Linked DNA regions of Rattus norvegicus: region 1 is linked to region 2. Evidence: chromatin contacts called from public Hi-C data. All regions are on one chromosome and are shown on one strand. Each heading gives the region's core, a stretch centred on a gene start, on an enhancer-like site or on the middle of the called end of the contact. The rest is flanking DNA. Distances are from core to core; before and after follow the strand shown. Region 1 has its middle 15 kb from the start of Stoml3. Region 2 holds the start of Lhfpl6 (LHFPL tetraspan subfamily member 6).

Evidence for each region. A called contact is a pair of places that touch in the nucleus more often than the background predicts.
Region 1: a contact with region 2 is called in a Hi-C map of hepatocytes, with 2.3 times the contacts expected there. The contact joins the enhancer-like site here to the promoter of Lhfpl6 in region 2. A contact is called at or near these places in 11 of 12 Hi-C or Micro-C datasets (the A7r5 cell line, the Rat2 cell line, Schwann cells and 7 more).

What each region holds. Positions count from the first base shown.
Region 1 is chr2:139,735,485-139,741,140 of GRCr8, forward strand. No RefSeq gene overlaps it. Among named protein-coding and RNA genes, the nearest start is that of Stoml3, 15 kb to the left of the region's middle. Within about 2 kb of position 4,352, at least 2 of the 93 cell types and tissues checked have an H3K27ac peak or open chromatin away from gene starts, as enhancers often do. A contact at or near this core is called in hepatocytes and liver, where this site is marked.
Region 2 is chr2:139,272,611-139,278,760 of GRCr8, forward strand. It overlaps Lhfpl6 (LHFPL tetraspan subfamily member 6), which reads left to right and starts at 4,200. Exons shown (of 4, transcript NM_001109183.1): 1 at 4,200-4,433; 2 at 5,786-6,150. The coding sequence starts at 5,972.

The DNA of each region.
Region 1 (5,656 bases), core at 3,102-5,601, 460 kb after region 2:
CCTTCTTTTAATGAGAATGACGTGCCAAGTAGACAACAGGATACAACTTCTATTTCTGTCTGTCTGTCTGGAAGGAGAAGAGAGTAAGGCTTTCTGCCTGTGGGATGTAAGAATTCCCTGAGTCAAATGGTTCTGAACATGTGGGTTACGACTCCCCAGGGAGTCACATATCATATATCCTTCATATCAGATATTTACATTACGAGTCATAACAGTAGCAAAGTTACAGATATGAAATAGCAATGAGATGGTTTTATGATGGGGGTCACCAAAAAGCATGAGGAACTACATTACGGGATCACAGAATCAGAGAGGTTGAGAAGCACTGCTCTAAGTTGAAGCAACAGGGGTGGGTAGGGACCAGTCCTGTGCTGTCTTTAGCCCTGAGATGTTATTATTTTGAAAATGGGACACATTTGGCAACTGCTAGTCTGAGTTGCCATTAACGATGTCCTTCTGTGAGGAAGACTCTGGGGTTGGCTGCCTCTAGGTCTTACAGTGTAATTCAGCACGGTTCCACCCTGCCTATGCTCTGCAGATCCTCACGAGAGACTCTGTGACCACCCAAGTGGATGGAGTCGTCTACTACAGAATCTACAGCGCCGTCTCAGCCGTGGCCAACGTCAATGATGTTCACCAGGCCACGTTTCTGCTGGCTCAGACCACTCTGAGAAATGTCTTAGGGACACAGACCTTGTCCCAGATCTTGTCTGGGCGAGAAGAGATTGCACATAGCATCCAGGTAAAGACGTCAGTACTCAGAGCCCACATCTTGAATTCCCCCACCCCAGGCCACTGACGGCCACTATCAATACTGCAGAGCAGAGACTCCCCGGCACGGGCAGAGCTGCACTCTCAAGATGGGTTTCCTTTCCTCTAGTAATACCATCTGTCTGTCATCACAAAGGCTAAATTTAAAGATTTGCGTAGGGCTAGAGAGATCGCTCAGCCGTTAAGAGTGCTTGCTGCTCTTGCAGGGGACTTGGGATTGACTTCCAGCACCCAGATGGTGGTCCACACCCATCAGTAACTGCAGTTTCAGAGGATCTGATGCCTTTTCCTGGTCTCCTTGGGTACAGGGCGCACATGTGGTATATTGACATATGTGTAGGCAAAACATTAAATGTTTTCCTGGAGAAAGGAGCTGTGCGAATCGTTCCTCTTATCTTTTATCTTTAAGTTAGAAATTATGAAGAAACACTGCACACTTAACCTTAAAAGAGTTTACAAGCCATATTTATTTTCAGAATAAATTACCCTAAAAGAAGTACAACCGGTATCTGGCAGTCCCCGGACCCCTACATTTCAGTGGAGTAAAACAGGAAGGTTCATTTGAGATAATGAAACTGGGAGATATTTGGACAATTTAAACCTCACACTGTAACCAGTATCGGTAATCACCCCTAAAAATAACCATTGAATGTGTAACAAATCTGGCCTCACCGGTGTCAATTCTCGTTCATAATTAGCATTTTTGTATTTTCTTATATCCATGACTTTGTGTGATTCTGAGCCTCCTCTCTGTAACTTAGAAGGAAGTTCAACCTGAATACTTCATGACTTCCCTTGCAGTCTGTAAGGTAGGATGGCCAAGCTCCCATCAGCTCTGCCTAAGAACATCAGTAAGAGGCCTGATAATTGGGCAGCACCCCAGAGGCAGGACCTCAAGCATCGTAGGCAGGCTCGCCCTGGAGTCAGCACAGCCAGGAGCGAGACCACTGGCTCATTGGTGGCTGAGTTCTCAGCTCCTCCTCCTAAGACTTTGCCATCCTTGGTTGTCTCTGGGGTGACTTGCGACACGTCTTCCACAGTTTAAAGTCTGCATAAAGGACAGACTTTTAAAATGTATTTAAAATATATTCTAAGACATCGCTTGCTTTAAAATGTTAGTATCTTACTGCTCCGAGGCAGAGGCTTAAGAAAGCAAGACAAAGATTTTGGGGGTCAGGAGGTCATTATGTGTGTTACCTCCAACGCTGACAGGAAGCCTAGGTGAGGAAACTTGAGATTATCAAGCTGATCGAGGGTTATCAAGCTGATGCAGTGAATCACAGCTGCTAATTGTACGGCCAGGACAAACCCAGGTCTGTCTGAGAAGCCTGTGCACTGACGTCTGGAACACTTGGTGAGGTCTGTAAGGAGATCATATGATTTCTTAGGGAGGTTATAGGGTGGACTCTTTCCGTTGACTAATCGGTGTTATATCAAGATTCTGCGTGTGAAAGCTTTCTCTTTAGACCCTGTCTTATGTATCCCAGGTGGGCCTTGAATTCCCCATATCACTGAGGATGGCCTTGAACTTAAGATTCTCCTGCCTCTGCCTCCCAAGTGCTGGGACCACTCTACCTAGTTAATGTAATTCCTGGAATCAAACCCAGGGCTTTCTGCTTGCTAGGCAAGCTCTCTGCCAACGGAGCCGTTTCCTCAGCTCCAGGTTTGTACATGAAACCTTCAGGATAGTCAATTCCCAATTTGACCTATGAGCTTAGAAAAGACAGCCTCCCCAAATGTACCGGACACTTGGGTCAAGTGTCTTCTGATCAACGCCTTTTCTTCTGGAAACAGACCTTGCTTGATGATGCCACTGAGCTATGGGGAATCCGAGTGGCCCGGGTGGAGATCAAAGATGTCCGGATTCCGGTGCAGCTGCAGAGGTCCATGGCGGCTGAGGCTGAGGCTACCCGGGAAGCCAGAGCCAAGGTAAGAAATGCTCTTAGCATGGAGGGGAACAAGAGTGGATCTGAGGGAAGAATAGAATGCCAATTACTGTTCCAAAAGAGATTCCGTTCACAGACTTATCTTTTCGGAGAAAATCCCTAAAAGGTAGTGAGCGGTTTATGTACCCCGAGGAAGCTTGATAGTAGGTCAAGACTCTGTTTGCTGTGCCTGGAGTCATCAGCAACTCTGATGAACTGTGGCCACACAGCAGGTCTTCTGGAGAGTTTGACTAAAGAAAGCACTTTAAATTCCCGTGAAGCAGAACCCAGAGCCATCCGGGAGCCACCATCATTACAAACTGACATTTCAGAAATAGCCAACCTGGTGCTTACGTCTTAAGCATTGTTATTTGAGTGTGGTAACTGTTACCAAATTCAAATGAATGAGTAAATACAAGGCAGGTTGGGATTCGAACGTGCAAAACTCAGTTTGGCCCTGCATGTCCTAGAATCTGCCGTCCCCTTTGTTTCTGTGTAAATTGACCGAAGTTCAAGAGATTGGAAATCTCCAGGCATTACTCATAGGAATCCCCCTGTGGCTAAGGAAGCTTTCTCTCTGCTCATTCCTTAGTCCTAGCTTCTCTGTCTACTGAGTACCAGCAGCTGCTGGGTAGGGACTCCTGGGGCCCACAGAAAGCTCCCAGATGGGTCAGTTGAGCCCCAGCCAGAGTTCCTCTTAAGTTATCTCAGAATTTATAAGAACAGTCAGTAGACAGGGTCCCAGGGAGGGTTACTGGGCTGGGGCTCATTACTGCTATGATCAAAGTCGGAGAGAATAGAATCGATTCTGGCATCATTAGAATGAGATTAGCTCAGCAACAGAATGAAATGAGTCAGAGGGATGGCTCAACCGGGAAGAGCATTCGCCATACAAACCTGAACACCTGGGATGGAGCCCTGTAATCCACGGTACGAATGTTCCGTGATGTGCCTGCAGTCCACACACTAATAATAATAATAATAAATATTTAACCAAATAAAATATGTCATCTTGTAAAAACAACAACATAAAACAGTTCAAGGAGAATCTGAATTTTGGATTCCTCCAAAAATGAATATAAATAGACAATGAAACCCCAAAGGGCCTCAAGTCCATTCCCAGGTTAGGTGGTCAAGTCTTCATCTGCTCAAATGACACTGCATTTATCTGTTTGAAAATCAAATTCGATGACTAATAATTTGCAAAATATTTATCCCTAGTGTCCTAGTCTACTTCTCTGTGGGCGTGATAAAGACCACAACCAGAACCAACCCGAGGCCACGGAGAAGCGCTGCTTACTGGCTCCCTCCTCATGGCTTGCTCAGGTTGCTTCCTTATACAATCAGGACGTCTGCCCAGTGATAGCACTGCCCACAGAGGCCTGGCCCCTCCCGTGTCAATCATTAATAAAAAAAAAAAAAAACAACCCCACAGACTTGGCAATTTAATGGAGGCATTCCCTCAAATAGACAAAACAAACAAACCAAAAACCAAAAACCCCAGCTACAGACAGCACAGCTCACTCGCTTTGTGAAGCATTTAGAATTTTCTCAAATCCTCTGGGATGTGAAAACCTTGTCTTTGCTAAGAAAATGAGCAGGGATAAACACAGGCGACAAGTTGGGAACACGCGCCCAGAAAGAGAAAGCTGCAGATACCGAGCAGTTGTCAACTCTTGTTTCTCTCATTCTAGGTCCTTGCAGCTGAGGGAGAAATGAACGCTTCTAAGTCTCTGAAGTCGGCTTCCATGGTGCTGGCTGAGTCCCCCATCGCCCTCCAGCTGCGGTACCTGCAGACCTTGACCACGGTGGCCACGGAGAAGAATTCCACCATTGTGTTTCCCCTGCCGATGAACATACTCGAGGGCATTGGTGGCATCAGCTATGACAACAATAAGAAGGTCACTGCTAAAGCCTGAGGTCTTCCAAGTCAACGCCTGCTGCTTAGAAAGGCCTTTCTGTACCATGGAGAAGTCAGCCATTAGAGGACACACACACACACACACACACACACACACACACACACACACACACACACACACACCATGCAAGCTACAGTAACTCCACAGCTATCAAAATTCCCAGAGAGAGACATAGAAGCTACACAAACAACAACAACAACAAAAACCAAAATTTAGAGTCGTGCACTACATTTACTTTAAAGGCATAACCAACATTCATATGCAATTAGTTAGTGGTTGTCCCTGACCGTCAGCAGGGACTCTCTCAGGAGGGTCGGAGACTCTAGGTGACCATGATAAGAACTTTAGAATGTAGGCTGCGTTGGAGAAGGAGCCTAGGTCATTCATAAAGGAAGGCAGATCCTGCTTTTATGCTATGCACTTGATTCGCTGTTCCAGCAAAATGAGCTGCTCTAGTAACTCTAGGAAGAAATCCCCTCAAGACTGAAAATTAGGACCCACACGGATGTAGAAAACAAGAAAGAGCTGCAGCGTGACAGCAACACAGGGCAAAGGTACCAGCCCAGGCCCAGCTCTCTGGACACCAGTATGTCCTGTTAAAATGTTGGCCATTCTCAGTCCCCTCACACATTTGTCAGGGCCAGAGGCACAGCGGGGGCAGAAGACCACAGGCTAATTTGCTTACTGGTAACACCTTCGAAGTCACTGGGGAGGTCGTTCTGTGAATTGCATGTTTTCACTCTGCAAGTCCCAAGAGCCATAGTGATTAAGAACTGTTTGTAATTTTTCCCCAGCTCGAACAACTTGTCGCAAATAATAATAACAATAAAAAAGTCATAGAAAGTGAACATGATTTTAAAATTGCTTCAGTAGAGTTTATTTCATCGCCAAGGGATGACTTTCTTTTGGGATAAGTTTTGAAAGATTAGATATATTCTATTTTATTTTACGTTTCCATGTATTTGGTTTTGGCGCTTACTTTGTCACTCTGGCTGGCTTGGAGCTGGCTACATGGACGAGGTCTTTAATCCCAGCACC
Region 2 (6,150 bases), core at 2,950-5,449:
GACTTGAGTCTACAAAAGCATTAAGTGACATTCACAGGAAATGGGATAGGCGGCCCTACTTGGTACAGCTATGCTAAGCGTATGCATGGCATGTTAGTTAGTATTGCCCACACAATCTCATAGGGGCCAGGAACCTTGTTCCCCGTGTCTGAGACTGACAAAATGTAGTAAGATACCTTCACAGCGGCCTTTCAAATCAGACTCAAGATGGGATGAAGCCGATGGATTAGCTCACAATGAGGGAAAGAAAGTAGTTCACTGCTTCCATTCTGACCACTGGCTGCTGCTGTGCGGGGTGGAGCGTCTGAGGGGTGATCCACAGTGCCCTTCAGGAACACGTGTGTGTTTTCTCATTGGTGAGGAGCTGGTGGGCATTGCAGGAGCAATAGCCAGGTAAACCTCTCTTCCCTGGTCACGCCAGCACCTCTCCTGTCTACAGTTTTCCTTGGTACCAACAGTCTTTCTGCCTGTGTTTCAAGGGAAACCTTTTGGATCAGACGAACTTACAACACTGAGAACTTCCCTCTGATCGTTCACACATCTGACTTTTATAAATGGTTTTTAAGACTATCCTAGTTTCTATTGCTATGCTTTGAGAAAGCTTGTGTTTCAAATACAGTGACTATCTCCCATGCCCCAGATGTAATCCGGTAGTCACTGAAGGCATCAAGAATCCCAAGTCTTTCTATATCCTGTCTCCTCATTCCTGCAATGTCGACTATTATCATCATACCTATCATCCCATGACCAGAACACAGGTACGGTGCAGTTAGATGGCCACCATATCTGATTTTGGCCCAGGAAAGACTGCATGCAAAGGCCCCATCATCACTTCTCAGAGCTGAGACATCACCACCTGACCCTACAAGCAGACTGGAAATGGAGATTTTGGCCTCTGCTGCTTCCTTAAGAGAGAAAGACAGGGAAGAGGTAACAGGCCACGAGGGTGAAGGAGCTAGACAACGTTGATCCCAACAGATACGAACTAAAGACATCTCTTGTTTCTCTCCCCAGGGATCAGAAGTGCTTGATTCTGCTCCCTGCGTTTCACCACTACGTCAGTGACTTCGCATAGCACACTTTCTTTGTTTAAAGGAAATTCCACTTGCACCCCAGCAAGTACAGCAACCACACGATGTTGATATGTTCACTAATTCTTCTGTTCACGTTCAGTTAGTGAGGACTCTGCTATACCCACAATGCCAAGCACCACAGTACCAGGCTGGCTCATGTGTGTTACTGTCACTGAGCATGTGCAGTACATGTAGGGCTCAGTGAGAGATACAGTGATTAGAAGAAAAAACTCAACTTACGGTGATTTAAACCATATGAACTCTTTATTGTTTACCTGAAAATATTCACAAGGGTCTGGGCATGAGGGCGCATGCCCATGTTTGCAGCAGAAAGAAAATTCAAAAGGAATTAAAGAGCTGACAGTGTAAGTGTCTTGAGGTCATGTCTCCATAACCTTCCCATCCTCATGGATACAAGATGGCTGTTATAATGCCAAACATTTAATGCTATAAGAACATGAGCAAAGACAGCAGGAAGATGGGAGAAACATTCTCTCAAGCTTCCCTGCTTAAGCACAGAATATTTTCCCCAAGGCCTCCTTAGTTGGCCTCTTCATTGGCTACAGGAGCATTGTGTAACCACCACTGAGTTTAAGGGAAGTTAGAAAAGCATCTGTGGGAGTGCAAGTTCGTGTTGGATAGCCAACTGAAAGTGTAGTCACGAATGCCCACGGTCTCCCATACACCCACATCTCCCATACCTTCACGATCGCATCTCCCTACTCAATAGCCCTACTTAAGCCAAACATTCTGCTCCAGAGCCTGGAACAGGAGGTGTACCAGCATCTGCTGTGTGGGAACTTCTGGCTGTGAAGAAGCTTGAAGATCCGTTGAAGATGTAAGTCGAATGCAAAGGTTTTTAAAGATACTATAACGCATGTGCTTGTAACGTCTACATGCTGGAATCTGGAGGGTAATTCAGAAGATCTTATAGTTTGGGAAGGTGATTATATGGTGGAATGAAAAAGGAATGACTCGTGGTGTTAGAGCCTGCTTTGAGTGAGATACGGGAAGGGTCTGGAGCCTGTCACCTCATCTGTGCAGTCATACACTTGCACGAGATTAGATGACCCCTACCTCCCTTCTCCAAGGTAGGAGTGCCCATATTGTCTTCACACTGACAGTTCAGAAACATTAAATGTAATTGGTTTCGAGCCCTGATTTACAAATGAGGCAACAGACTCACTTGAGTTGAAATGTCGAGTCCCAGGAATGCAGCACACAAGGACTCCACACATAATTAATATTTCATACTGACAGGATTCTAAGCTTTTGACTTCTCCATTTCTTCCTTTTGCATATTAGCCCAACCTCTCTGATAATATTTACATTACTTAATAGAATGCAAATAGTGAGATTTTTTTAAAAAGAAGTCCATGTTTTAATCATATGCTTACAGATTAATCAGTTGTTTCTCTGTAAAGTGATAACTACCTCCATAGCTTTTTTCTCTCCCCTTTTTGGAGAATTAGATGAAGTCATCTATTCATAAAGCTAGTGTACTGACATGCGGTAGTGAGAGAAGCTGCAGTTGGCATGACCACGACTGATGGCTCCTCGACGATCCATGTCACTCTCTAAAGCTCCTCTAAGCTTGAGAAAGTGTCCTAGACTGGCTTTCCAGTGGGTAGTGTGTGAGTGTCTATGTGTGGGTGAGCCTGGCCGCCACTGTATAATTTTGTCAGTGCTGGTATCTGCCACCTCCACATTACATAGATATGAGATATGTGATAGCCAGGCGGTGGTGCTGAGCTAGAAGTCGAACCTGTTATTGTATGGCCTTCACGCTCAGTAACTGGTGATTTGCACACGCAGAATTAAAACATAAGTTGACAAAGGAAAACTTCAAATCCAGACCTCTAAATCTGAGACTCATCGGCAAGCTAAACCATGTGACATTTTGAAACATGACTTCCCAGCCTTGGCTATATTCACACTTCAAGCTAGATTGTTCTGGGTGTGCCCTGTGTAGTTTCAGAGCAGACCCTGGACTTTGTGGACCTTCCCAGTCTATGGGTCATGCTTTCCCAAAACATCTCCAGACTCTGCCAAATGTCTCCCAGGAACTATTCTCTCTTCATCAAGAATATTGTGATAAGCTTAATGTATATTGCACTGTTTTCCTGGGACGCTTATTACCTATATCACATTCCTGCAAAGGAAAGGCTTGGGACCGTCCCTTAAAACCTTTCAAAGAGTCTTGAAACAAACTGTCTCCAGCTGATGCTGCCTAATTAAACGGTGCACTCGAAATTTTATTATGAAATATATTTCTACCCATTTATTACTTCCAGCTGCTTTGAAAAGGCGCATCACAAAAACTGTGTCTGGGAAAGTGTGTGCTTCAAAAGTTGCTGGTCCCAGATGGCAGCTTCCTAAAATAACTGTCCTCTGTGGAGACTCTAGGGGTCAGTCAGTCACCCACAGAACACAGCTCCGGCTTCTGAAGGGTTAAATGGTGATGGCAAGTCAGAACTAAGGGTAGGTCCTGAGAAGAAATCAAAAGGAGAGGATTTTCAGAAAGGAAATCCAAAGGTTGTGTAGATTGTTAAGATTGATCATGGGTTGGGGAAGTGGAGTAAGAGAAAGGGAAGGGGGCGGGAGGCGAAAGGAGGGTAGTGGAAAATGGAGAGGGTGAGAGGAGGAGGTAAAGGAGTGGGGTAAAAGAAGTTCCCAAAGGTTTGGAGTTGCCTTCCTTCTCTCTGGCTTGCCCCCACAGAATCCAGCAGCCTTGCGTGGCGTGCCCAGCCTTCTCATTCCTACGTCCACACCCGTCATGGTCTCTGCCCTCCAAAGTGACCACGTCTCAAGAGCCCCTTAAAGCTCACAGACATTGCTCTACCCTTCTCTGAGTCTAGTTCCCTTCCTTGTCCTCATAAAGGCTGTGTGAACACTGCAGCCCCAGACCCCAGCGCTTGACCCAGAAAAGCCAAACAGGGGTCGGGTGTGGCCTCGGCGCCCCCGGGGAGCAGCGGAGAAGGGGAGCAACTTTCTCCCTGGATTCTCAGTGTGTCTGCCGCCCCCACTCTCGCGCGTCCAGGACTGCGCGGCGGGGCCGAGGGGAGGGGACAGCGGCAAGGGGAGGGCGGGGAGGAGGCGGCGCGTGCCTTGCCTGCCAAAGCTGGAGCCGGCATCCACGGTGCTCCCGGGCCGCACCGCCACAGCCGGCGGGCTCTCCAGGCGGGTCCTCCTGACCCTCCACCCCGGCTCTCAGACTCGCCTTGATCTCCGTCGGGATAGTGTCGAAGGCGAAAAAGACAGTCTTCGGTGCCGCGTTGTCTCCGCCAGGGAAAGACAGCAAGTTGTGCTGCGCCTGGGACCGCGAGGGACCGGGAGGGACCGCGGCCGCCGCCCGACCGGGTAAGTAGCGCGCCCCGCGGCCCCGTGCCCCGCGCCCGGGTCCCTCCTGTCTTTCCGAGCCGCAAGGTTCAGCTGAGGTCCTGTCGGCCTCCGGGGGGTGCTACCTTCCTTCGCATCCTTAGCCTTTCCTTTCTCAGAGCCGGCTGCAAGAACTTCCCCGAGCCGCCAAGCATCCGGAGATGATTGTGTGTGTCCCTGTGTGCCCCAGGGTGCGGTGGGTGCGTCTAGCAGTTTGGGGGTGGGGTGGGGTGGTGGCTTTGAGTTGATCTGGACTAGGACAACTCACTCTAGCTGCGGAAGAGCTTCCCTTCCACCCCCCATTTTGCTGGTAACCCCCAAACTCAACTTCAGCCTCTGCTCACAGCTGACAAGATTTTAAAAACCGTAGCCAGAGGGAGCTCCCTTTGGGTAGAATCCAGAACTGAGGACGAGAGAAGTGTAGGAGACAAGAGTTTGCTGTAGGTTCTGAAGCTGGAGTTTGGAAGCAGTTTGCAGACGGAACCCACCCGAGGGCGGGTGCTCTTCTGTGTTCTTTGTGAAAAGTGTAGTCAGGTGTGCAAGTCAGCCCACCTCGTCCAACCCCTTGAATAGCAGTTGACTTTTGACATTGAGTTTTGGGAAAATGTGAGTGCCCGGTCTGAAATAACCAGCAGGTGAAATCACAGGAGCCAATGAGTCAAAATAGGTGTGAACATAAGAGGCTTGCATTTGCCCCCCACCCCCCGAAGATTAAGACGGAAGGTGTTCTCAGTGTTATCGAGTACTGGGAGTGTAACTCTTCTTGGTCTAGCCAATGCAGACACACCTGGGTGGCGAATACTGTTAGTTAAATTCACAGTGCTCTGTAACTGTAAGAAGTTCCCCCCCCCCCCCATCACTTCGCTCGGTTGGCACACCCATCAAGTGATGCCGAGCAGTTGCTAGAAACTAAGTGTGTGAACGGGAAAGCCAAATAAACAAACCACTGTATGGTTCATTTTATCTTACTAACCGGAATTATGTCTGCTGCTAGTAAAAATGCTACACTGCTTTTAATGTGAGCATGAGAAGGGAATCCACTGGCTTGGCAAATAGAAGCCATTCGTTTCTTTGCGTAAATAGCTGTCAGAGTTAATTTGGAAGTGTTTTACAGGAGCTAAGGACACGGGGAAGAGCTTTGTGCTAGTTTGACAAACTTGTGTAGGGATACAATGTTTTGCAGAGATGCAGGTGTATGGAGAGAATTAGCTCTTTCCACTTTGAAGCATTGAGGGAAATCTGAAGTTTCTTAACTGAAAATCCTGGCGCTTCTTGAGACATAGGAATGCGCTAGACATGCTTAACTCTCACTGTTTCCCATTCTGTTTTACCAGGGGCCGCCATCATTACCATAAAGCATGAGAAGCTAATCGAGGCAAGACCAAAAGATCTGTTGCAGCCAAGTAGCTACAAAGGCCTTGAAGAACTGTGGACTCCCCGGGAGTTTCTGGTGACCACACGCCTTCCTTCACACCTTCGGGACGATCCCACTGGGTCCTCGTTGCACTGCATGTTGGAAAATGGCATCCAGCCTGACTTGTACTGGAGTGATCTGGGCTTTGCTTTCTTTCCTTTCCGCTGCCACATCCTGTGTGGGGTTCTTCATGCCTTACTGGCTCTGGGGATCTCAGCTAGGCAAGCCCGTGTCCTTTGGCACTTTCCGGAGGTGCTCCTATCCCGTACACGATGAGAGTCGGCA